2 separate regions of the Sus scrofa genome follow, and region 1 is linked to region 2. The links are chromatin contacts, called in public Hi-C maps. All regions are on one chromosome and are shown on one strand. Each heading gives the region's core, a stretch centred on a gene start, on an enhancer-like site or on the middle of the called end of the contact. The rest is flanking DNA. Distances are from core to core; before and after follow the strand shown. Region 1 holds the start of NRM (nurim (nuclear envelope membrane protein)). Region 2 holds the start of C7H6orf136 (chromosome 7 open reading frame, human C6orf136).

Region 1 (6,109 bases), core at 1,553-4,052, 40 kb after region 2:
AGGAGAAAGATAAAGTTTCCCACTCCCTCTTCCTGGCTGGTGAGAAGTGGACCTTGGCGTCCAGTAGCTGAAACTCAATTTAGGGTCTAGAGCTGGACCCAAGAAGGAGAGGCTTAAGCAGGGGAAGGGACAGGTCCTTCAGTCCTTGGATTTGGGTCTCTGGTCTGAAGCAGACAGGTCCTGGATGAGAAGGGGTTTGGAATTGGAGGGAGAGGAAGTGTAGGGCTTGGAACCAGGGTTAGCTTCTCACTCAGCCTCCCCATCCTGGGGCCGGGAGAGCAGGTGGAGTTTTCTTTGCAGCTGGGCCCGGAGGTAGCGGAGGTCTTGCTGGTCAAGTCCGTGAGCCAGGCCCAGGTAGAGGGTAAGGAGGAGAGCAAGAAGGAGGCGGTCAGTGCCCAGAGTGGGCACCACCCAGAGCACTGTCAGCAGCTCCACGCACACGGGGTGGCGCAGGTGAGAGAAGAGTCTCAGAGCTCGGGGAGACTTCAGGGCCAGGGGCTCACCCAGCCCCAGCACGTGGTAGTACACCTGGGAGAGGGAGAACGGCTTAGAAGTGGACTCAAGCCCTTGTCACAACTTGGCTGCCTCTTTCCTCCCCTTCCAGGCACCCTCCTTCTATAACTCAGGTTCAATCCAAGAACCACCCCTCTGAGACTTGGGCCCCTGAATTTTCCCCAGGTCCAGAAGAGCCATGGTTTCTGGCCTTTGGGGGGAGACTATCTTACAAGAAAGGGAGGCGAGGGAGTCAAAAGCAAGAGGAAGGAGGAGGAGGGACATCCTTGGAAGGGAAAGAGGTGTTCTGGAAAGAATCAGAGGTCTCAGGGAGGGATCTGGGAGCCTCACCTGTTTGAGGCCCATGAGTTCTGCGTAGTCAAAGACGAGAAGGATGCTGAAGATGAGGAGCCAGGAAATGACGTGGAGCACAAAGCAGAGGAGGGGCACCCAGGTGGCCCATGGCTCGGCCTGAGCCTCCCACAATACCGGGCCCCTGGGTACAGGCTCCCAGTACCGCATCACCAGCTGAAGAAGGATGAGGGGGTGGGTATCCGAGCAGCCCACTCCTGAAAGACCTAGACCCAGAGGCTGCCCCCACCCCAGGCTGACCTCCTGCTTTCCCACCTCCACTGTGAAAATTTTCGCCAAGGGGAGGGGGCTGGGTGGGATCCCAAGGATGTAAGGATGACTCCTCTCTACTCTGAGGAGTTACAGAATGGATGTGAGTAACCAGATAGGGTCACAAAGTAGCCTATGCCAAGCACCCACTGGGAAGACAGATGAGTAGCAACTGGGAAGCCTTCTTTGAAACCTAGGGAGGTGGTTGTGAAGAAAGGATGGGACTGAAGAGGAGCGAACAAGGGTATCTCAAGCAGGACAACAGGAACAAAGTTGCAAGGGTGAGAATGCACATATCGTGCTCGGGGAATGACAAGCAGTACATCCTTCTTGATAAAAAGTAGGATTTGTGCTGTGGAGGAATGGAAGCTGAGGTTACAGTCCTGAACACCTTCAGTTCTCCTCCTCAATCCACATTTTATCAGAAAACCTAAGGCCCTTGCCTTGCCAATGGACAGCATCTTTCCCACAGACTGTTTCCCTTGGGGACTTAGTTGCCAGGGCTCCATACCTGCAAGGCCAGGGCAGTGCATGCCACGTACAGTGACCTCTGAAGGACCCCAAAGTACCGGGACATCCATGCTTTCACTGTCTCAGTTGCCATGAGGCTGTGCTGCCCCACAAATAGTAGCAGGAGCCCCAGATCCCAAGCCAGAGGGACCAAGATGCTTTGGTCCTGCAGGGCAGCCAGCCAGCCCTGGCGAGCATCTAGCGGGAGTTGGAAAAACGGACACAAATCAAGAAGATGGTGGGCAACACTCCTGACCCTTATTTCATCTTAGGACCACATCCCTTAATGTTTTCAAGAGCCTAATGCTTCCTCTCTAGGCTTTGCCCACCTCACTTTTCTTTTTTGTTTTGTTTTCTTTTTAGGGCCATACCTGTGGCATACGGAAGTTCCTGGGCTAGGGGTAGCCTTGGAGCTGCACTGCAGACCTACACCATAGCCACGGCAACATCAGATCTGAGCTAGATCTGTAACCCACGCTGCAGCTTACACCACCAGAGCCTTCACCCACTGACTAAGGGATCCAACCCGCACCCTCACGGATACTATGTCAGGTTCCTAATCCACTGAGCCACAAGAGGAACTCCCCACCTCATTTTTCTTCCCTCTTGTTTCCTGTTTTTCTTCCCTGTTTCTTCCCTCTTCCCCAGACCTCCTTCAGAGGAAAAGGATTCGTGTTGGATAGTCATGAAACGCATGGCTGCAGAGGCCACCCACTGTTGGACTGCCCTTCTTGTTTCAGTTCTCCTAATACTCCCTCTTTATAACACTCTTCTCCTTAGTCCTCTTTACGAAGCACTTTCATTGGAATACTCTCTTCATCGCCCTTTCCCTCCCCCTCAGCCTCACTCTCCCGCCTCTCCAAACCGCTAATCCCTGGGTTCCCAATTTAGCCCTTTGGTCTCCACTGCAGCTCCTCGGCGGCTTTCACGGTTCCAGTTCCCTCTCCTGGACTTCCCCTGTCATTTGTCTCCAAACCCCGCCCCCGCTCCCTCGGCTCCGGCTCCACCCCCCTACCCCAGAGCTCGTCCTCGGCCCCTCCCGCTCACCCGGACCACCAGACTCCGGGATCCCTCCAAGAAGTGGCCGAAGGGAGGTAAAGCGCACGAACTCCACTCCGGTGCCAAAGGCCAGGATGAAAGATGCGAGGGCAGCAGGGACGAGGAGCAGTGCAGGGGCCATGGCGAGAAACAGAGGTGGGGAAAGGGGCGGGTTTGGGATTCCCGCGGCTGCAGGCCCCGCCCCGGACCCGCCTCCCGCCGGGGACCTCGCCCAGGAGGGCGGGGCTCCTGCGCGCGGGCGTCCGGGCTTCCGGCAGGCGCGCGCGCGGTTCTCCACCACCAGGCTGCAGGATGGATCCCCGGGAGCCTGCGATCTCCGCGTCACAGAAGGGAATGTTAGAATCCCAAGTGAGAGGTGAAAAGGGCAAGGGCTGTGCAGTCACTCACGTGGCTTGATTCCACAGCTCGGCTAGTTTTCGCATCTAAAATGAAGTCAATTCCTCTTTTGAAGGATTCTTGCAGAAACAGAGCATTATGAACCCCCTTTCCTTCAATAGCTTTGATAGAAAATAGCCAGAGTGAGAGGTCACAAAGCCTCAGTTAACACTTTAATAATGAAAGGTGAGAGAACAGAAGACTGTTGACCCAGGCTGAGAACCCACAGCTCTGAATCACCTATTATATCTTGCTGGATGAAAGAGTTACTATTTTACCACAAATTAATGCTTATTCTATAACTTACTGTTGAGTTGTTCCTCTCTGTTTGCTAAAGGCAGAGAAGTTGTCTGTACCACTGAAAGATTTGTTCTAATAATGCCAAAGGCTATTGCTTTGTAACTATGAGAGTAACAATGTTAAAGTATTTGATAGAAAATTTTATTACAGTTGTAAACCTTGTAGGTTAATTTCATCCAAGCTGTGATAATTAACTACCTATGACTTTAGCCTTCAACCTCATTAATTTGACTCCACAAGTCAGAAACCTCAAAGATATTTTGTTAAGTTTTTCCTATACTCCTGTTTGTAATTCCTACAGACTACCATTTACATCGAAAAATCAAACTCCAGGAGTTCCCGTCATGGCTCAGTGGTTAACAAATACGACTAGGAACCATGGGGTTGCAGGTTCGATCCCTGGCCTTGCTCAGTGGGTTAAGAATCCGGCGTTGCCGTGAGCTGTGGTGTAGGTCAAAGACATGGCTCGGATCCCATGTTGCCGTGGCTTTGGTGTAGGCCGGCAACTACAGCTCTGATTAGACCCCTAGCCTGGGAACTTCCATATGCCGTGGGAGCAGCCTTAGAAAAGACAAAAAATAAAATAAAATAAAAAATAAAAATCAAACTCCAGGGAGTTCCCATGGTGGCTCAGTGGGTTATGAACCCGACTAGTATCAATGAGGATGTGGGTTTGACCCCTGGCCTTGCTCAGTGAGTTAAGGATCTGGCGTTGCTGCGAGCTCTGGTGTAGGCCAGCAGCTGTAGCTCCGATTAGACCCCTAGCCTGGGAACCTCCATATGCCATGGGTGTGGCCCTAAAAAGACAAAAAAAAAAAAAAAAAAGCTGCTAGTCCTGTGGGCTCAGGGATGATGAAATTGCTGGAGAGCATCCCACAGACTAACTTCATTCTCCTCCCTCCCACTCTCCTCTGAATCAACGCTACTGTATACTGTACCAGATACCCTGTTTTCCCTTCTGATTCACTCTCTCCATCCTGCTGCCTCAGGAAGTTGTCCTGAATTGACTACATCAATGAAAATCAAAGCATTTGAGGGAAACCTCTCTGTGTAACTGTTCCCTCCTCTCCAATTTTTTGGGTTTAAAGGTGGTCACAACAGAGCTGTGGATACTGGGGTATTTCATTATTCTTTGTGATTTCTCTTTAATTTTCACTTCATTAAATAAACTCTCCAAATTATCCTAATTTGTGCCATCGTTTCCTGTTACGATCCTGAAACTTTTATACACAATGTACAAGCCGTAGGATTCATGGGAAGCATTAGAAAAGATCTTTATTCTCTAGAAATTTAAATGCGAGCAGTCCCATTAGACAGCAGGTGCTGTAAGGCACCCAGTGGACCTCAAGGACAGTTTTGCACAGTACAAGGCTTTGAGCAAATACAAGGGGACTAATATTTGTTTGGGTCCTACAGCGTGGCACACCCACAATGGCTGTACTTAATAAATATTGTGAGATTAGGAACTGGGACTTCCCTGGTGGCACAGCAGGTTAAGGATCTGGCGTGGCTGCTGTGGCTCCGGTTGCCCCAGAACTTCCAAGTGCCATGGGCGTGATGGAGGAGCCAGCACAGTGTTTGACAAAGCTCACGCTATTTCTACTACAATGAAAATTTCCGAACTTAAATATAACTTACCTGCAGTAAAGTGCACAAAACTAATCAGCATTTTTAAAAAAACTGAAATACACATACACCATGATATAACCATTTTATTTTATTTATTTATTTTTTTTATTTTATTTTTTTGTCTTTTTGCTATTTCTTTGGGCCGCTCCCACGGCATATGGAGGTTCCCGGCTAGGGGTCGAATCGGAGCTGTAGCCACTGGCCTACGCCAGAGCCACAGCAACGTGGGATCCGAGCCGCGTCTGCAACCTACACCACAGCTCACGGCAACGCCGGATCGTTAACCCACTGAGCAAGGGCAGGGACCGAACCCGCAACCTCATGGTTCCTAGTCGGATTCGTTAACCACTGCGCCACGACGGGAACTCCGATATAACCATTTTAAAGATAACAGTCCAGGAGTTCCTGTTGTGGCACAGTGGAAATGAATCAGACTAGGAACCATGAAGTTGCGGATTCAATCCCTGGCCTTGCTCAGTGGGTTAAGGATCCGGCGACGCCATGAGCTGTGGTGTAGGTTGCAGATGAGGCTCGGATCCAGCATTGCTTTAGGTTGTGGTGTAGGCCGGCGGCTACAGCTCCTATTAGACTCCTGGCCTGGGAACCTCCATATGCTGAAGGTGTGGCCCTAAAAGGACAAAAGACAAAAAATAATGATAACAGTCTAGAGGAGTTCCCATTGTGGCTCAGCAGTTAGTGAACCCGACTAACATCCATGAGGACATGAGTTCAATCCCTGGCTGTGCTCAGTGAGTTAGGGACCCGGCGTTGCTGTGAACTGCGTGTGTAGGTCGCAGATGAGGCTTGGATCCAGCATTGTTTTGGCTTGTGGGGTAGGCCTGCAGCTACAGCTCCAATTTAACCCCTAGCCTGGGGACCTCCATATGCCACTGGTGAGGTCCTAAAAGACAAAAAGGCAATAAATAAATAAATAGATAATAGTCCAGAGTCATTTAGAACATTCATAATGCATGAAATCACCACCTCTACCTACTTCCAAAACATTTTCTCTCCACCACAAAACAAAATTCCATACCAATTAGGCAGTCTCTCCTCATTTTCTTTCCCCTGTAGCCCCTGGCAACCACCACTCTACTCTCTGTCGCTATGGATTACATATTCT
Region 2 (5,761 bases), core at 1,708-4,207:
GCACACTCTTGCTTGCTGTCAGATTCTAGAACACCATGGAAGGTCCAAGGGCCTCCTCTGCCAGGGAAACCTTTTAAATTTAGAGTCTTGTCCATGGAATAAGTCCCATAGTCTCTCTACACTGTCTGCTGGTAGCTCTAATACTGCTTTGTGCTACCGACCACAGCCACCATCTCCACCTGCTGACAGCCGCCAGTGAATGAGCCCTGCTGAGAGCAGTCCAGTCAGGTAGGACAGGGACCTACCAACTCCCCAGAGGGATCACTCAACATTGCCAAACACTTAATTTCCACATGTTCTGTGTATGTGTCAGGGGACCCCCAAGCTTATGTCTGCTTTGGGCCTCTAAAGACTCGCCACACTTTTAACAGACACCACCACTTCCCCCAGATCCAGGTTCTGTAAGGGAGTTTGCTTCTTGGCGTCAATCCCAGCCAGCACCCCAGGGTCACTCTTGGCCGAGTTCCAGAAGCTAAGCCTGAGTCTCCAGGCTCTATTAGCTTCTGGAACACCCTCTTGCAGCCATCCCTCCCCGGAAGCTAGATGCCGATAGATTCCTGTCTCGTGAGATTGTCTTGAGATGAGGCGGGGGAGCTCTTCCCCTAGCCTTCCTTCCTTCCTCCATAGCAAGAGCCTTCCTCCCTGCTCCACACCCAGAGTGGACAACACCCTTCCCTCTCCCGACCCTCTGAATGTGTGCTAGATCAGGTACCCCTGCTGTGTTCCCCCAAATCCTTGGGAGCAGGATCTCCCTCTCTTCTGACTCACCCCTCCTTTTTCTTCTTCCTCTCAGTGTTGTCTGAATAAAGTGTGAATTCTTTTGTGTTTTTTAAATGGACATTTTCAATGAAAAAACTTCAAAAAAAAAAAAAAACCCCAAACCTTTAAGGTCTCAGCCTCATTTGTACGTCACCCCTTATTTTCCACCCCTTATTTTCCTGGGATCTCAGGACCTCTGTCCCTCTCTCTTCCTCACCTCTCAGATCTGCAGATCTTCCAGCAAGGAGTCTCAGAGTCCCTTTTGCAGGATCTGGTGTCTTCATTGCTGGATCTTCTGCAGATTCTGTCTCTTCTACTGTAGTCACTGGATCCCACTGTTGCAGGCATCTACATCTACTGCTCCATCCTCTGCAGAAACCTCTAGCTCTCCCTGATAACTCCTACCCTTTACCCAAGGCTAGCCCTTGCTGAGATGTTAAGATTTACCAATGCCTCTGGAATCCACTAATTGCCTCCTGACAACAGTCCCCTAATTGTTTCCTGGATTCCTGTTCCCACTCTGATTTCCTGGCCTCTCTCTCACTAAACCCTTGGATCTCTTTCTCAAGATAATCCTTGTCCTCCTAAATTCATCCTTGTCACTCCCTGTTTCCCTCCGGCTGAGGTATCTGATAATTAAGGTAACCATGTTTTCCAAACCAAACATCAGGGCACCTGGTCCAACAAAATTTTTTTTGCCTATATTTGTATCTGTTTTTATGATATGATTTAGATCACATTTAGCCTTACTTTTAACACATTACCTCAATCAGAAATAAAAAAGCAGCAAATCAGGACTGCTCCAGGAAATCTTGGGGTATAAAGTGAGCTCCCTTCCCTTCTTTGGGACACAACTTAGATTAAAGCCCCATAGGAATGATGACCACCCCTCCCTCTATTCCTATGCTGTTGCTTTTATTCTTCTCCTCTTAATTCCTCCGTACCCACCCATATTTCATCCTGTGGCCCTCTTCCCCATCATCTCACATTTCTTCTACAGGGGGACTCCCCCAGGGCTGGTAGCCCAAAGCTGCTGTTATAGCCGCCATGGGCAGGTGAATTCCTCACCCCCCAATACAGGTAAGTTACTCATCTTCTTACCCTCAAATCAAGGCCATATTCACAACCTCCTCCAGACTTCCCATACACATGCCTGGTATTTCCACAGGCAGCCAAGAACTGAAGCAGGGGGAGCAGGAAACAGAGAATAGGTGAGGTCTGAGCCCCTCCCCTACCAGCCTCCCACCGCCTCAGACTTCTTTCCCAACATCACTCTCGGCTGCTTCCTCCTAAATCTCACTCTGAATTGAGTATCAGTTCCTCCCACAAAGCCTTTGACCTAACATCCTACAAGCCTCTTTCCCCCTAGGTTCAACTTCACTGCTTCCCTTTGGCGTTCTCTGAGGGGTTTCAAGTTGGGACATAGCACTAATGGTTCCAGCCTCATACCCCATCACATGTCCTTTACACTAGACCGACAGACTTTGAAGAAGCTGTGATATTAATTCTCACTGTGTACCCCGGTAACCCACTCTCTATCTCCCTCCCCGCCTACTAGGTCTGCCAGTGAGGAGCAGGTCTTGTCACAGGATGGGTCTGGGGAAGAACCCTTGCACACAGTTCCTCCACAGGCCCAGGCTCCACCAGCCCGGTCCTGGACAATGGGTGGGGACATGTTCAACGCCAGGTTCATTCGAAACTTGCAGGAAAGTCGCAGTACCAGGCCTTGGTGACCACAGCTCCCTCTCACACCTTTAAAGTCAGTATTATTTCTCTCTCACACACAGGACGTAGCCAAAGCTTACCCTCACAGTGGATATATCCATCCTTTCATTCATTGGACAGGCGTTCTTATCAGTGCCAAGTCATTTGTATCTTATTTTTAACCACAGAAATAAAGTATTTATTTTTATCACAAGAGTTAATGAAAAATGCGACTGTCATTATTTCAAACCCACCCCTCATTCGTGGCACACCCTGCTCAGCCCCATCATCTCCGACTTTTGCGCAAGCGCCGCAGGTGAGAGCCTTGCTCAAGGCCGCTAATCCACTGCGCAAGCGCTCTTGAGGCAGCCTCCGATCCGGCTAGCGCAGGCGCACTTACTGCAGATCAGCGCCTCACCGCCTCCCTGGAACCCGCCGCAGTGCGCAAGCGCGCAACATCTCGGTTTCCCTCCCCTCAGTCCCTCACCCCCCCTCCTTTCCCCTTCAAGAAGCCGGCTCCGGGGCGCGCTCACCCCTGTGAGGAGGCCGGAGACCGGACACCAGAGGCGCTCTCTCCACTCCCGGAAGATCATGTACCAGCCCAGCCGGGGGGCGGCCCGGCGTCTCGGCTCCTGCCTCCGTGCCTATCAGGCTCGTCCCCAGGTGAGAGCAGAGAGGAAGCGGGAGGGGAGGGGAGAGGAGGGGGCGGGGAGAGACCCTCCTCAGAGCCGGGGCGGAGCGCGCGTCCCGTTCTGCGCAGGCGCGGTGACGTCCCACTATTCCTTCCCACCTGTGCCCAGCGGCGCGTGGAGGGGCGAGGGGTCGCGGGGACGCGAGGTTGGCGTCGCCAGCCCTGATGCGCAATGGGCTGCGCGTTTTCCCGGGTCTGCGGAGGCAGGCGGGGTTGAAGCTGGGGCGGCGGGGCTCGTCCGCATTTCGCCCGCGTCTCTGCGGTTACCTGTGTCTGGAGGTGATTTGAAGGGCAGGGGGCGGAGAGGTTCGCGTTGCCGCCCAGGAGCCGACCAGACGGACCTGCGGGCCGCGCTGTGCAGCCCGCGCATCTTGCACCCGGATAGCGGTCCCGGCGGGAAGGCCGGCCCAGGTGGACCCGGTTCAGGCCCCTGCGCCTGGGCGGGCAAGATGGCCACGCCCCCGGCGGAGACGGCGCCACCGGGACACGGTCGGGGACGGAGGTACCTGCGCGGCCCGCCCGTCCCCCCCTAGATAATGAGACCCCTAGAGGTTTTCTTGGGAGCTTAGGCCTGATTTGGGGTAACCTCCCCCTTATTGATGTTTCACCGTCAGTAAACCAGGTCCATCCAGCCTTTAACAGTCTCCTGGGCTTTTCCGTGTCATTAGAGGAGCCCAGATGATGAGCTTACATTTATATATTGCTTTACAGGAGGCAGTTTTATTTATATTTATTATCTCATATAGTCCTCATAATAACTCTGTGGCTTCACAGTTCTCGTTTATAGGACATTTAATGGAAACTCAGGCTTAGGGAATGAGAGTGCCTGAAGGTTGCATACAGAATTGGAACTCAAGTCTCCTAGTTCCAGTTGGATGTTCTTTTCTCTATACATCTGCCTCACACACTCGTGGAGCTGTGTTACAGGCCACATCATTTTATCTATGAGACCTGTTAATTCATTCATTTGGTCATTCTTCAAATGTGGATTCTTGCACATTTGAGAGAGGCAAACTTGCCCCCAAATAATGTTGAAATCTTAAATCTAAAGTTAATTGCTAATGTTTGGGAGAGGCATTTGTACTTTTGTCACAAGAAAGTGTTTCCTCTTAAGTAGAGATGGAGATGAATTTTTCCTCTAGTAATTCCATCTCGTGTCAGGAAGAGCAAGTGGGATCGGAAGCGTGTTAACGGGCAGTTTGGATGGAGGGGCATTATGTAGCTGCATTTTTATCTTTCTCCCTTTTTTTCTCCTCCCTAGGACCAGCTTTCTCCAAGGGCTCTACCATTCCCACCCCTTTGGCCCCACTCCACCACAACCATTTCTCCATCTTTGCCTCTTCTCTGGTCTCCCCCACCGCCACGCCCTCCCACCCAGCCTCTTCCCCGAGCTCCCTCACTACCCCTCCCTCAGGTCCAAGCCCTCACCTCACCATGGGTGGTTCAGCCCCCAGGACAGGTGGAGGAGGGACCAGGACCCGAGTTACATAGCGGCTGCCTGGATGGGCTTAGGAGCCTATTTGAGGGACCTCCCTTCCCCTGTCCTGGGGCTCTGATACCTTTCCAAGCCCCTGGGACCGCCCACCCTTCCCCTGCCACTCCTTCAGGAGATCCAAGTATGGAGGAGCACCTGGCTATCATGTATGAGAGACTGAGACAAGAGGTAAGTTGGGTCAAAAGCAGTCTTTAGGAGTTCTTGCTGTGGTGCAGTGGGTTAAGAATCCAACTATAGTGGCTTGGGGTCACTGTGGAGGTGTGGGTTTAAGCCTGGCCAGTGCAGTGGGTTAAAGGTACTGGTGATGCCGCAGCTGCCGCCTGGATTCAGTCCCTGGCCTGGAAACGTCCATATGCTGCAGGTGTAGCCATTAACAAAAAAAGTTGTCTTTATCCAAAATGGGAGGGGATATAGGTATTCTTAAAAACAGGGAGTTGGTCAACTGAATTCTTTCTTGGAACCATGAGGCAGGCATAGAAATATGTTTTAGAAGTTCCCGTCGTGGCGCAGTGGTTAACGAATCCGACTAGGAACCATGAGGTTGCGGGTTCGGTCCCTGTCCTTGCTCAGTGGGTTAACGATCCAGCGTTGCTGTGAGCTGTGGTGAGGATCACAGACGCGGCTCGGATCCCGCGTTGCTGTGGCTCTGGCGTAGGCCGGTGGCTACAGCTCCGATTGGACCCCTAGCCTGGGAACCTCCATATGCCGCGGGAACGGCCCAAGAAATAGCAAAAAGACAATTAAAAAGAAAAAAAGAAAGAAATATGTTTTAAACACTTCCCAGAGTTCCTGTTGTGGCTCAGGGGTAATGAATCGGACTAGTGTCTGTGAGGTTTGATTCATGACGGCAGGTTTGATCTCTGGTCCTGCTCCGTGGGTTAAGGATCCAGCATTGCTATGAGTGGTGATGCAGGTGCAGACGTGGCTCGGATCCCAAGTGGCTGTGGCCGTGGGTAGTCTAGCGGCTAATTCAGCCCCTAGACTGGGAACCTATGTATACTACAGGTGTGGCCCTAAACAAAAAAACAGTTCCCAAGGAAAGATGCCCCTGTTTGGATTAAGGAAGTTAAACATGGTATGAGATGGCCTTTCACTCAGGAATATTTAGGAAC

The links. Hi-C and Micro-C count contacts between places; a contact is called where the count stands out from the background.
Region 1: a contact with region 2 is called in a Hi-C map of skeletal muscle, with 5 times the contacts expected there. The contact joins the promoter of NRM here to the promoter of C7H6orf136 in region 2. A contact is called at or near these places in 4 of 47 Hi-C or Micro-C datasets (fetal liver, heart right ventricle, liver and 1 more) and 1 of 2 datasets of contacts at active chromatin or transcription factors (alveolar macrophages).

The regions. Positions count from the first base shown.
Region 1 is chr7:23,222,694-23,228,802 of Sscrofa11.1, forward strand. NRM (nurim (nuclear envelope membrane protein)) reads right to left here and starts at 2,803. Exons shown (of 4, transcript NM_001123151.1): 1 at 2,671-2,803; 2 at 1,625-1,821; 3 at 844-1,020; 4 at 247-528. The coding sequence starts at 2,803. The coding sequence ends at 247.
Region 2 is chr7:23,182,773-23,188,533 of Sscrofa11.1, forward strand. It overlaps C7H6orf136 (chromosome 7 open reading frame, human C6orf136), which reads left to right and starts at 2,958. Exons shown (of 6, transcript NM_001243459.1): 1 at 2,958-3,126; 2 at 4,416-4,817. The coding sequence starts at 3,055. It also overlaps a transcript of ATAT1 not described here.